Linked DNA regions of Danio rerio: region 2 is linked to region 1. Evidence: chromatin contacts called from public Micro-C data. All regions are on one chromosome and are shown on one strand. The core of a region is the stretch at or near the end of the contact, and the rest is flanking DNA. Distances in the headings are between cores, read along the strand shown. Region 1 overlaps tnfrsfa (tumor necrosis factor receptor superfamily, member a). Region 2 overlaps LOC141379838 (a long non-coding RNA gene).

Region 1 (5,469 bases), core at 2,631-5,130:
GGGGAAGAAAGATATATTACTTTTTGAAGAGCATTTTTGTGTGCAGCTTCCCGACACTATGGTGATTTTTTTCAGCTTGTTATTTGTTGAATAACGTCTTTTAACATCTGTTTGTGAGAGCAGCACAAAAAATTATTTGATGATGAATTGGATGTGCTTTTATGTCACATAGGGATGTGTGCAGGCTTTTGCCTCAGGGACACAGTTTCAGTCTTCATAGATGGGCTAAAGATGTTCTGGAGCCTGCAGAGGGGTTTGGAGATAACCAGCCGAGACCCTTCATGAAGACTGAAAACATGCATTTATACCAGATTTATACTCATTCATTTTGCTACAGGCATTTTTTCAATTTCAGATGACCTGGAGTCACTGCATGTCTGGTAAAAAAAAAAAAAAAAAAAAATTTGTGGCAACCTGATACCTCAACTCGTATCATTATTATTATTATTATTATTATTATTATTATTATTATATAAGTGTGTGTGTTTGAATAAATTTTTAAAAGATTGTTTCTATTGTAACATGAAATGAAGTAACAGCCTAGATGAGTTAACCACTGTATGTGTGTGTGTGTATATATATATATATATATATATATATATATATATATATATATATATATATATATATATATATATATATATATATATATATATTATTTTTTTAATTTCCTTGCTCTGTTAAATATCATATTCTGACTCAGCTACATACATATATATATATATACATATATATATATATATATATATATATATATATATATATATATATATATATATATATATATATATATATATATATATATATATATATATATTAGATTACATTCACTGATTTTGTAATCATTGCCTTCAATTTGATTTTATATTAAACATTTTACAAGGTGACCTCTTGATCTCAGCCAAATCAAGTAAGTAGAATGAGATAAATATTAAAATAATAAATAATCAATTACCATTTTTAAAGCCATTTTTAAAGCCTGGGTGTACTTTGGTACATTATGAAACATTATGGTACATTAGGTTTTAAACATAAATGTACATTATGAAAATGTTAATTTAAAAATAATTGTTAATAAAAATAAATGTTAATAAAAAATTCAGCAGTCAGAAGAATGAACGTAAGCCTTTGATACCATTCTTCCATTTTGTGCTGTATATAATGTGTATATAACAGTATAGTGCTGTATATAATATATATCCATATTTTAACAAAGTGTACAGATTTTAGCTATTCTCTATTAGCAACACAAACACACACATATACATATAAATTTATATACATGTGTGTATATGTATATGTATACACACACACACACACACACATATATATATATATATATATATATATATATATATATATATATAGACATTTAAATAATGTTAGAATTTTATGATTGCTTTTACAAATATATTATAATTTGTTTATATACAATTATATATATATATATATTTATATATATATATATATATATATATATATATATATATATATATATATATATATATATATATATATATATATATATATATATATATATATATATATATATATAATTTTTATATAAACAAATTATAATATATTTGTAAAAACAATCATAAAATTCTAACATTATTTAAATGGCCATTAATAATACTAAGTTATTTAGGTGAAATGGTGGCTTAGTGGTTAGCACTGTCGCCTCACAGCAAGAAGGTTCACTGGTTCAAGTCCCAGCTGGGTCAGTGTCAGTTGCCATTTCTGTATATAGTGTGCATGTTCTCCTCTAGTTCACTTGGGTATCCTTCTGGGTGCTCCGGTTTCCCCTACAGACCAAAGACATGCGCTATAGGTGAATTGGATAAGCTAAATTGGCCATAGTGTATGTGTGTAAATGCAAGAGTGTATGGGTGTTTCCCAGTATTGGGTTGCAGTTGAAAGGACATCCGCTGCCTAAAACATATGCTGGAAAGTTGGTGGTTCAGTCCACCAATGGCCTGATGACCTCTGATTAATAAAAGGACAAAGCCAAAAATAAAATGAATGAATGAATGTATAATTAAATCTTATCACCATAACACAATTTGTGAAAAAGATAAATAAAATCTGAAGTAGAAAATACTTATTTCTTTGATTCTAAAGGAGAAACAACAACGTAACGAGTTGTTTTGGTATTTTTTTTATTTATTTTTTGTAATTTTAAAACAAAAACTTTCTACAAACAGCTTTGCAACAGCAAACATACATTCTTAAACGAGCAAACAATTGTCTAAGGGGAAATAAAACATACAAAACGTGTACTCTGAGTGATACCGTGGAGAATAAAGCTTAGAATGAGCAAGAAATGACACATGCATCTGTGTTAGAGGCGTCTAAGCAGGAACAATGTGGAGTCAATATAAAACTAACAAAACTGTATAAAAACCAATGGCACTGAATTAGAGGTAAAAACTCCTGCACCTGCATCTGTAGAGACACTCCATGTTTAACTCAGTGCAAATGATGAAAGATGCAGAAGCCCGTTTAAGATGTGAAAAAAAGTCCCTTGAAATTGATGCAGGTTTTTTTTCTCTGGCTATTCAACTCTTTGTCAAAAGGTGGCAGTGCCTGCACTGTACGACAACTCTCAAAATTAAACAAAGCTGGAAGGAGGAAGAACCATTTTGTTCTGATCTGACTTCAGCTCTTTTTTTTTGCTCCACATTAAGAAAAATGTTCATTAAGGTAAAGCTGATTTCAGATCTGTGTTCTGAAAACACATCCAGCTAACATAGCTATTCAGCCGAGTCAGATGTCACAGTTCATTTACGAATACGAAAATGAATTTAAGCCCTAAACATCCCTAAAGCTTGTTCGTTGAAATCATTTAAGTTTGTTCCTTCTGTGTTTTTTCAGGCAGTACTTCATTGCATTGTGCTCTTAGGGCTTGCATAAATATATATCTATTAGTTTCGTTTAATAGAATTCTTGACGACTATATACATACTAAACAAATGTAATTAAACTGTAAGTAGTTTCTGGAGGAGCATAAATTTCCTTCATCTTTGATCTATTTAGAAACACGTACCTGTGCACTACTGCATATAAAAACAGATTTTCAAATGCCTCCATAATCTCGACATCAATTCAACCTTGTGGAAGCAGCGTCCAAGAGATACTGACCGTGGTACTTCTCTTAATGTTTTCAGAACATATTCAACATCGTTCGCTGTGAACGTTCAACAGCCAAGGACGTGTCTTGCGATTCAAATAAGAAGAAATTATGCGTCTGTAGTAAACGCAGAAACGAAGCGAAATGGGGTTCGTGAAAGGGCCGGAAAATTCAGCATCTCAGTCATGAAAAAACAAACAAAACAAAAACAAAAAGTTTCCGAACACTTACTGCGGGCGAATATTGGTAACAGGTATAAATAATACGTAATTACACCATACAAAATAAATACATCACTTATTTAAATAAACAAACAAAAATGGAAAAGGCAGGAAACATCGAACAGACGAAAACATTTCCGCCATGCACCAAAGAAAGGGAAGAAAAAACAAACAAACAAAAAAAATAGACTGAAATCAAAAATATTCTGTAACAACCCGACCAGAAAATGAATGTTCTGAACTTCAATTGAAACTCTAAACTGTTGACAAAACAGTTCGTCTGAAATCCAAACCAACTCCTATCTTGAGGCTTATTTGTAACCAGGTTTGTAGCAGAGGCTGAAATACGACAAATTGTAGTGTGAGGATATTCACTAAAACTACATAACGCTTGTTTAAGTTTGAACATTTGGTGAAACCAAAGGTTTAAAAACATCTATATGCAGGCTTTAGACCAACCTGAAAGCCTGAGGCCAGTGCATGAAGTAACACCACAATGCACTATAGAGAGGGAAAACAGCGCCCTCTGCTGATAGCCAGTGTAAATCCTTTTAAAAAGGGTCCAGTGTTGGCTTGTAAACCCACTGTGGGCGCTACAGAGAGGGTGATTCTGCCAAATCTCCATTCAGTTCATGCCCAACAGGGGAGAATTCAAACTGAATCAACACCTCTCCATGATAACGTCTTGCAGTCTTTATAGAGGCATCACTCGTATTTGTAGTAGCCTCTTTCCACAGCCTTAGAGGCGATGTGTTCTGCTGAATAGCGCTGGTCTAGGTCCAGCAGTGCTTGTAGTAACGTGTTAATGTTTGCCCGCAGGCCTTCTTTCTGCATCCATACCCGCAAGAGGTCGTAGACTTTGTCCATGGGCTGCTGGGTTTCGGCCAGCTTGATGGAGTTGTCGCTCACGCCGATGCTGCGGAAGAACTTGTTGTGGTACCGCACGTCCAGAGAGTCAAACAGGTCAAAGCTCTTGCTCAGAGATTCCTCTTCACCTAAGAAGTAAGATTTAATCCGGGTCAGACATAATAGGAAAAAAATAATAAATAACAAAAAAGTTTAAAAGTAGATTATACATTACGTAAAGATGCAGACAATTGATAATAAATAATACAGAATTGATTTGAAATATGTATACATCTCATTTTTATTAAATATTTGGTTTTTATTAAAATGACATGTTAATCAAATAGGTTTCTTGTTGAATGTGTTTTTATAATAAAATAATAATATGAATGTTTTTAATAAATATATTGTTTACTGTGTATTTTTGGAAATAAATATATATTCATTTAATATTTTTCTTAGATTTAATTTAGTACTGTATGCTACCATTCAAAATACATTTTTGTGAACAAAAACACCCCTTTTTAAAATAAGGATGCATTAAATTGGTCAGAAGTAATACAGTATGTAATTATATTTGTAAAAATAATTTTTCAGTTGTACACAACCTTTCCAAAGATTGCTTTCTGAAATAAATGATATGCTTATTCAGTGAGAACACATGAAATAAATCAGAATTGATTGAATTAGTTTTAGGTTTAAGGTGACACGGTGGCTCAGTGGTTAGCACTGTCACCTCACAGCATGAAGGTCGCTGGTTCGAGTCCCGGTTGGGTCAGCTGGCATTTCTGTGTGGAGTTGTCATGTTCTCTCATTGTTCGTGTGGGTTTCCTCCTGGTGCTCCGGTTTCCCCCACAGTCCAAAGACATGCGATATACGTGACTTGAATAAACTAAATTGATCGTAGTGTATGTGTGTGTGAATGATAAAAAAATTTATAAACAATATTCTACTATTAATAATAATAATAACAATAATAATAATAAATTAGTGATAATAAAAATTATTATTAAGTAGGATACTTTTTAAATATGAGATTAGAATATGTGTTAGCTAAGTGTTTTTTTTGTTTTAGAATAGAATACTAAATATTCTCAATAATATTTGTAAAGGAAACACAGGCCCCATATGTGCCATTTACATATTTCAATTAATATGGAAAACTAGTGCATGTTTTTACTTAAACTAGTATTGGATTTTCATTAAAAAGTGTGTGCGTGTAAAACAAAATAATTTGCATAATTTAATAATTTAATTATTTTTTTCTCGAAA
Region 2 (5,351 bases), core at 1,329-3,828, 91 kb after region 1:
TAAATTAATATTTTCTGTCTTTTAGTAGATGTATTATATGAGAAACTTGCTTTGTTTACCAAATAAATATATCTAATTGGATTTGCATTGTCATCATTGAATAAAAGTTAAGTATTATGTTTTATTTCATACATTATATTAAGATTTTAGTTACGATACTCCCAAAATAATTCCATATAAATCCAGATTTTTTACAAAATTCTCTGCTGTAGTAGCAAAACATGTCCACAGATTCTGACTGGCCCTAGTCATGGCCTATCTGTTATAGTTATGCTGATATTTATGCATTAAAAATCTGTTGCTTACCAAGTGGAGATGAAGCATTCTTAAATGAGAGTTCTCTTAAACTAAAAACGAAAGAAAAAATGATTATTAGAAAACAAGTTGAAAATAAAAATGTACAGACATTTTAAAGAAATTATGAATTGACCTGTTGAGAGAGTGTTGACAGTCTTGTGTAGTTAATAGTTAGACTCTGGAAACCAATAATGAGCTGCAGGTGCTTTGTCAGGTAATCAAAAAGGTGGGAATTAAAGAACCCCAACAAAATAGTTGTTATAATAAATTAATAGAACTGTGCAAAAAAAAACTTCAACTGATAAACAAAAGACAATTAAGACAAAAATATTATGATACGCTCAACCTCAGGCCAGGCTTTCAAACTGAGCTGCTGTATTTTTTTCTAACTTGTGTTGTGGATTTATATGCAGTTTTACAAACTAGAACCTTATGTTCAGTCTGTTTTTTCTATTACTTCACTTTTTTGATAAACTTTAGGATATCAACCTTGTTATATATGCTCCATCATGCTATGTGGAATGGGCTATATGCACAGCTAGTGTTTTTCAGCCAATGACGAACTTCCGGTAAAAGCTGTTTGTGACTATTTTCAATTTCATAAGGTTCCATTTACAGCATCAATGTTGTAATGTACTTACAATACTTTCATTTACGCATTCATTTGATTGTTCAAGTGTGAACAAGATGAAAGACGAGCACAAAAACTCTGTAAGTGTGAAATAAATTGTCATATTGTAAAGTAATGGCTAGGAAAAATTTGAATTTAATGCAGTGCTTCTTGTTTGGTCCGAGAACCACTTCATATTGTATATCTATCAGGCTGTGAAAATAATGTTTTTTTTTTTTTTTTTTTAAAGAAATCAGACCTTAAACGTGGCAATATTATAATGGTAAAACAGTTCACCAGAAGCACTTAGGCTGGCTGGCTGAAATGAAAAGTCAGTGTGCACATTTCCCATTGTGGGAATAATTTCAGTAAGCACCCACCAACGTTCCTCGATTAAATGGAGGTTATTAATGGTTATCAGCTGAAAGATATGGGCCAGTAGGGGCCTTCTGCCACTACTGGTAGGCTGTTATCATCCATCCACAATCAGGTTAATCAGCTATACTAATAGAGAAGACTCCAGATCCAGATCTGTTTTCACATTACTGTGGCGGTTGGGTTTAGGTTTGCGGTAGAGGTAGACGTTAATAAAATACAATTAATGGGAAATTTAATAAATAATATAAATAATTCTCATTAGCTTCAGACCACAGTCATATGTAATCTATAGCTGATTAACCTGATTGTGGATGGAAAATAACAGCCTTCTGAGCCAACCAGTAGGTGTAAAAGGCCCCTACTTGCCCATATCTATCAGCTGATAACCACTGATTCAGTCATATGATAACTGTAAACAGTGAGATATTTAAAAAAAAATGGGTTCCATGAGCTCCAAACAAGCAAAAGAATGAGTGCAAACACAGACCTGCATACTGAGAGATAGAACATTACTATAATGTAAGAAATAGAAAGAGAAAATCATCTGGGGAAAAAACACACAGAACTTTGTCTACTAAGCTTATAATACTAATGTAACGTTATTTTCATGACTGATAAAAATAAAATACAAAGCATATCCTTCCTCTGACTCCGTTTTTATTATCTATATGCATCATTTTAAGTGCAACCATATTATTTGACGTGATTTGTTACAGTTCTTTTGAATGGAAGTTTCCCAAACTAATTATGCAATCTATAATTTGAAATGCAATCATGACAATACATACAGATATTTTGTTAATCTGATTTCTTCCATTGTTCTGATTTATAGGTTGCTAGCGATTAAAATAAATAATCAAAAAAAAAATCTAAGTAAAGTAAGCTTGATAAAAGAAAGAACAAAATCAACCCTGAGGTCAGATTATACCATGTAGTTCTAGCACAGCTATTAGTTATTGATTTTAGGTTCAATTACATCCTTGTTTTAAGTTCATACATTTAAATGACTTTCCTCATGGTGATCATTCGAGTCACAGGTTCAATTGCCCCTGTGAATATCAGAAACAAATCAGCCCACTTACAGTATTCAGTGAAACCTTTATCTGATGAACAAAAACCTACATACAATAATACAGGAGGACGCCTGTATATAATATGCTATGTTCAACCTCGGGCCAGGCTTGAAGGGATATAAGCGGTACTTTAAAACTCGGCTGCTTGTTTTGTAATTACTAACTAGTGCCATGAGGTGGATTTGTTTGCGGTTTTGCAAACTAGAACCGTCTGAAGGCGCCCGAGGCACTGGGTAAATTATTCCCCTGTTGTGTCTTGTGACTTGGTCCATATCTGATTTGGGCCTCTTTAAGCATGGAGGAAAAGGGAAGTTTTTCATCAGGACATATGCGGTTTAGTCTACTGGGAGCACAGGAACTCTACTGGAGTCATCGGTTAGACTGGCGATCCTCGACCTGAGGCGTTGCTTCCGGAAGCATTCCCATTGGGACTTAAAAAAAAGTGTTTATTAAAGTGTTTTAAAGGGATAGTCCAAGGGATAGTGTGGTTGCAAACATTTATGATTTCGTTATTTTCTGTTCAAAACAAAAGAAGATTTTTGTTGGAAACTGGTAACCCATCGACATCCATAGAAGAAAATGTATAAATAAATACATAAATACTATGGTTAGTGGTTACAGGTTTCCAGCATATTTCAAAGTATCTTCTTTTGTATTCCGCAGAAAAAAACAAACTTGAACAGGTTTGTGACAAGCCAAGGGTGAGTAAATGATGACAGAATTTGTTATTCATTCATTTCATTCATTTTCTTGTCGGCTTTGTCCCTTTATTAATCCGGGGTCGCCACACCGGAATGAACCGCCAACTTATCCAGCAAGTTTTTACGTAGCGGATGCCCTTCCAGCCGCAACCCATCTTTGGGAAACATCCACACACACTCTTACACTACGGACAATTTAGCCTACCCAATTCACCTGTACCGCATGTCTTTGGACTGTGGGGGAAACTGGAGCACCCTGAGGAAACCCACGCGAAGGCAGGGAGAACATGCAAACTCCACACAGAAACGTCAACTGAGCCGAGGTTCGAACCAGCGACCCAGTGACCTTCTTGCTGTGAGGCGACAGCACTAGAATTTGTTATTTTCGGGTGAACTATGTCTTTAAGCTGTGAACTAAACCAATCAGCTATGAGGAGACGAATGACTAAGCATTTTTTCCTTTGAAATGTATGAATATTTGACCAAAAATAAAAGAAATAAAACAATATCAACAAGTGGTTTTTGATGCAGAAAAAAAGGGTTATTTGATTTATAAAATGTTGTTCACACTATGACAATTGAAGATCTTTTTACTAAAGGGTTCTTTAGGGAGCTTAAAGGTGCTTCTAAATGGCATCATCATACGCTCTTCTTTATTATCTACAGTACTTTATCTAAGAATACTGCATATCATCATATGCAGTATTCTTCTTTATTGTCTCATATGTCTCTTTTTTCTCTATTCATGTCTTGATTTTTACTCATTGTAAATGACAAAAAATTATGGAGAAAAAAAATTATTTGCTGCACTTTATGCTAGAGCAGCGCTTCTCAACCACGTTCCTGGAGGACCACAAACACTGCATGTTTTGCATGTCTCCTTCGTCTGTCACACCCATTACAGGTCTTTCAGTCTCTGCAAATAAGCTGATGATCTGAATCAGGTGTGTTTAGTTAAGGAGACATGGGCGGTTTCTCAATATGCGTTCTTGAGTCCTTGTGTTCTCGTGTGAGGTTATTATTAACTGCCAAAGTTAGGTTCCAAAACTCAAGGCCACAAGAACGGAGGACGCGTGAAAGTTCCTGGATGTGTTCTAGATATCAAGGAAGCGTGGATGAAGGCTTGAGTGCAAAATTTGCTCAAGAAGTCCCAGAAGCACAACGTTTTATATAGATTTATTATTAAAGTTTGGAGATATAATTTCTTTATCTCAGGAGTTACCTCATCTTTATAAAGACAAACACATTAAGAGTGTTTATTTGCTGAAATTCATATTAAAATTAGTTTTGTTTGTATTGTGCAATGTATCTTTGTAAGATATTTATGCATAGTATATTGTAAAAAGAGGGAGAACAATAAGTCATTGTATAAATGCTGTAATGTTTAAGTAATTTTCCGTTAAAATACGTGAAGGTCATGTGTACATCTGCAAGAACGCAGCATCTCATTTCTCACAGGACATATTCTGTGTTCTCATGATCTCCCGAGTTCATTCTTCCAATGTAACCTGACAAGAACGGCCTCCCAAAAACATGAGTCTGTTTTCAGCATTCTTGGAATTAAGAAACAGGCATGGAAAATGTGCAGAGCTGCTGGTCCTCAAGTAACGTGGTTGAGAAACACTGTGCATGAGGGTGGAGCTAAACATTTATTTTAATGCATTTTCTGTACCACCTACTATATTCTGTATAGATATTTCTGACTCATTTAATAGTTGTTTATATTCATAGGGAGTGGCGTTTTAAATCTATTTATTTATATTTTATAATTTAGCATTTATAGCAACACTGTAAGTTATATTTACAATACAACATTTACCTAAAATAATTAAATGAAATAATTATAGCCTACATGATTAAAATAATACAATACTCACTTTAAACCGTTTTAAGGTAAGTGTGGAACTGTGTTAATGGCCCTTTAGTGGCCTCTGGTGCTTGGTTAAAAACCACTGAACTACACCAGTAACATTTGAAACTAACGATAACATTTGTTCTTGAAGTGCAAATCTCTAGAGAATTGGCATGGTTTTTCGAATTATAAAGCATTGGTGACTGAGATGTTTGCGCACACACACACACACACACACACACACACACACACACGCACACACACACACACACACACACACACACAAACACAAACACTTATCTGGAGTCCTGGATGGATTGTTTAGGTTAAATCTGTGTGTGGGAATGTGAAGCTTCAGGGAAGTGTGTTTGTGTCTGTTTGGTGAGTGTCAGGGGCCCTGGCTGGAGACGTCCACACTGGAAGAGGCCTGTGACATCTGG

The links. Hi-C and Micro-C count contacts between places; a contact is called where the count stands out from the background.
Region 2: a contact with region 1 is called in a Micro-C map of caudal fin, with 11 times the contacts expected there. The contact joins two enhancer-like sites. A contact is called at or near these places in 4 of 18 Hi-C or Micro-C datasets (caudal fin, embryo, hematopoietic stem cells and 1 more) and 1 of 4 datasets of contacts at active chromatin or transcription factors (caudal fin).

The regions. Positions count from the first base shown.
Region 1 is chr21:17,577,776-17,583,244 of GRCz12tu, forward strand. tnfrsfa (tumor necrosis factor receptor superfamily, member a) reads right to left here. Exons shown (of 10, transcript NM_131840.2): 10 at 3,669-4,346. The coding sequence ends at 4,057. Among named protein-coding and RNA genes, the nearest start is that of tnfrsfa, 48 kb to the right of the region's middle. Within about 2 kb of position 3,881, at least 8 of the 62 cell types and tissues checked have an H3K27ac peak or open chromatin away from gene starts, as enhancers often do. A contact at or near this core is called in caudal fin, where this site is marked.
Region 2 is chr21:17,669,998-17,675,348 of GRCz12tu, forward strand. LOC141379838 (a long non-coding RNA gene) reads right to left here. Exons shown (of 4, transcript XR_012396695.1): 2 at 307-347. Among named protein-coding and RNA genes, the nearest start is that of tnfrsfa, 44 kb to the left of the region's middle. Within about 2 kb of position 2,579, at least 2 of the 62 cell types and tissues checked have an H3K27ac peak or open chromatin away from gene starts, as enhancers often do. A contact at or near this core is called in caudal fin, where this site is marked.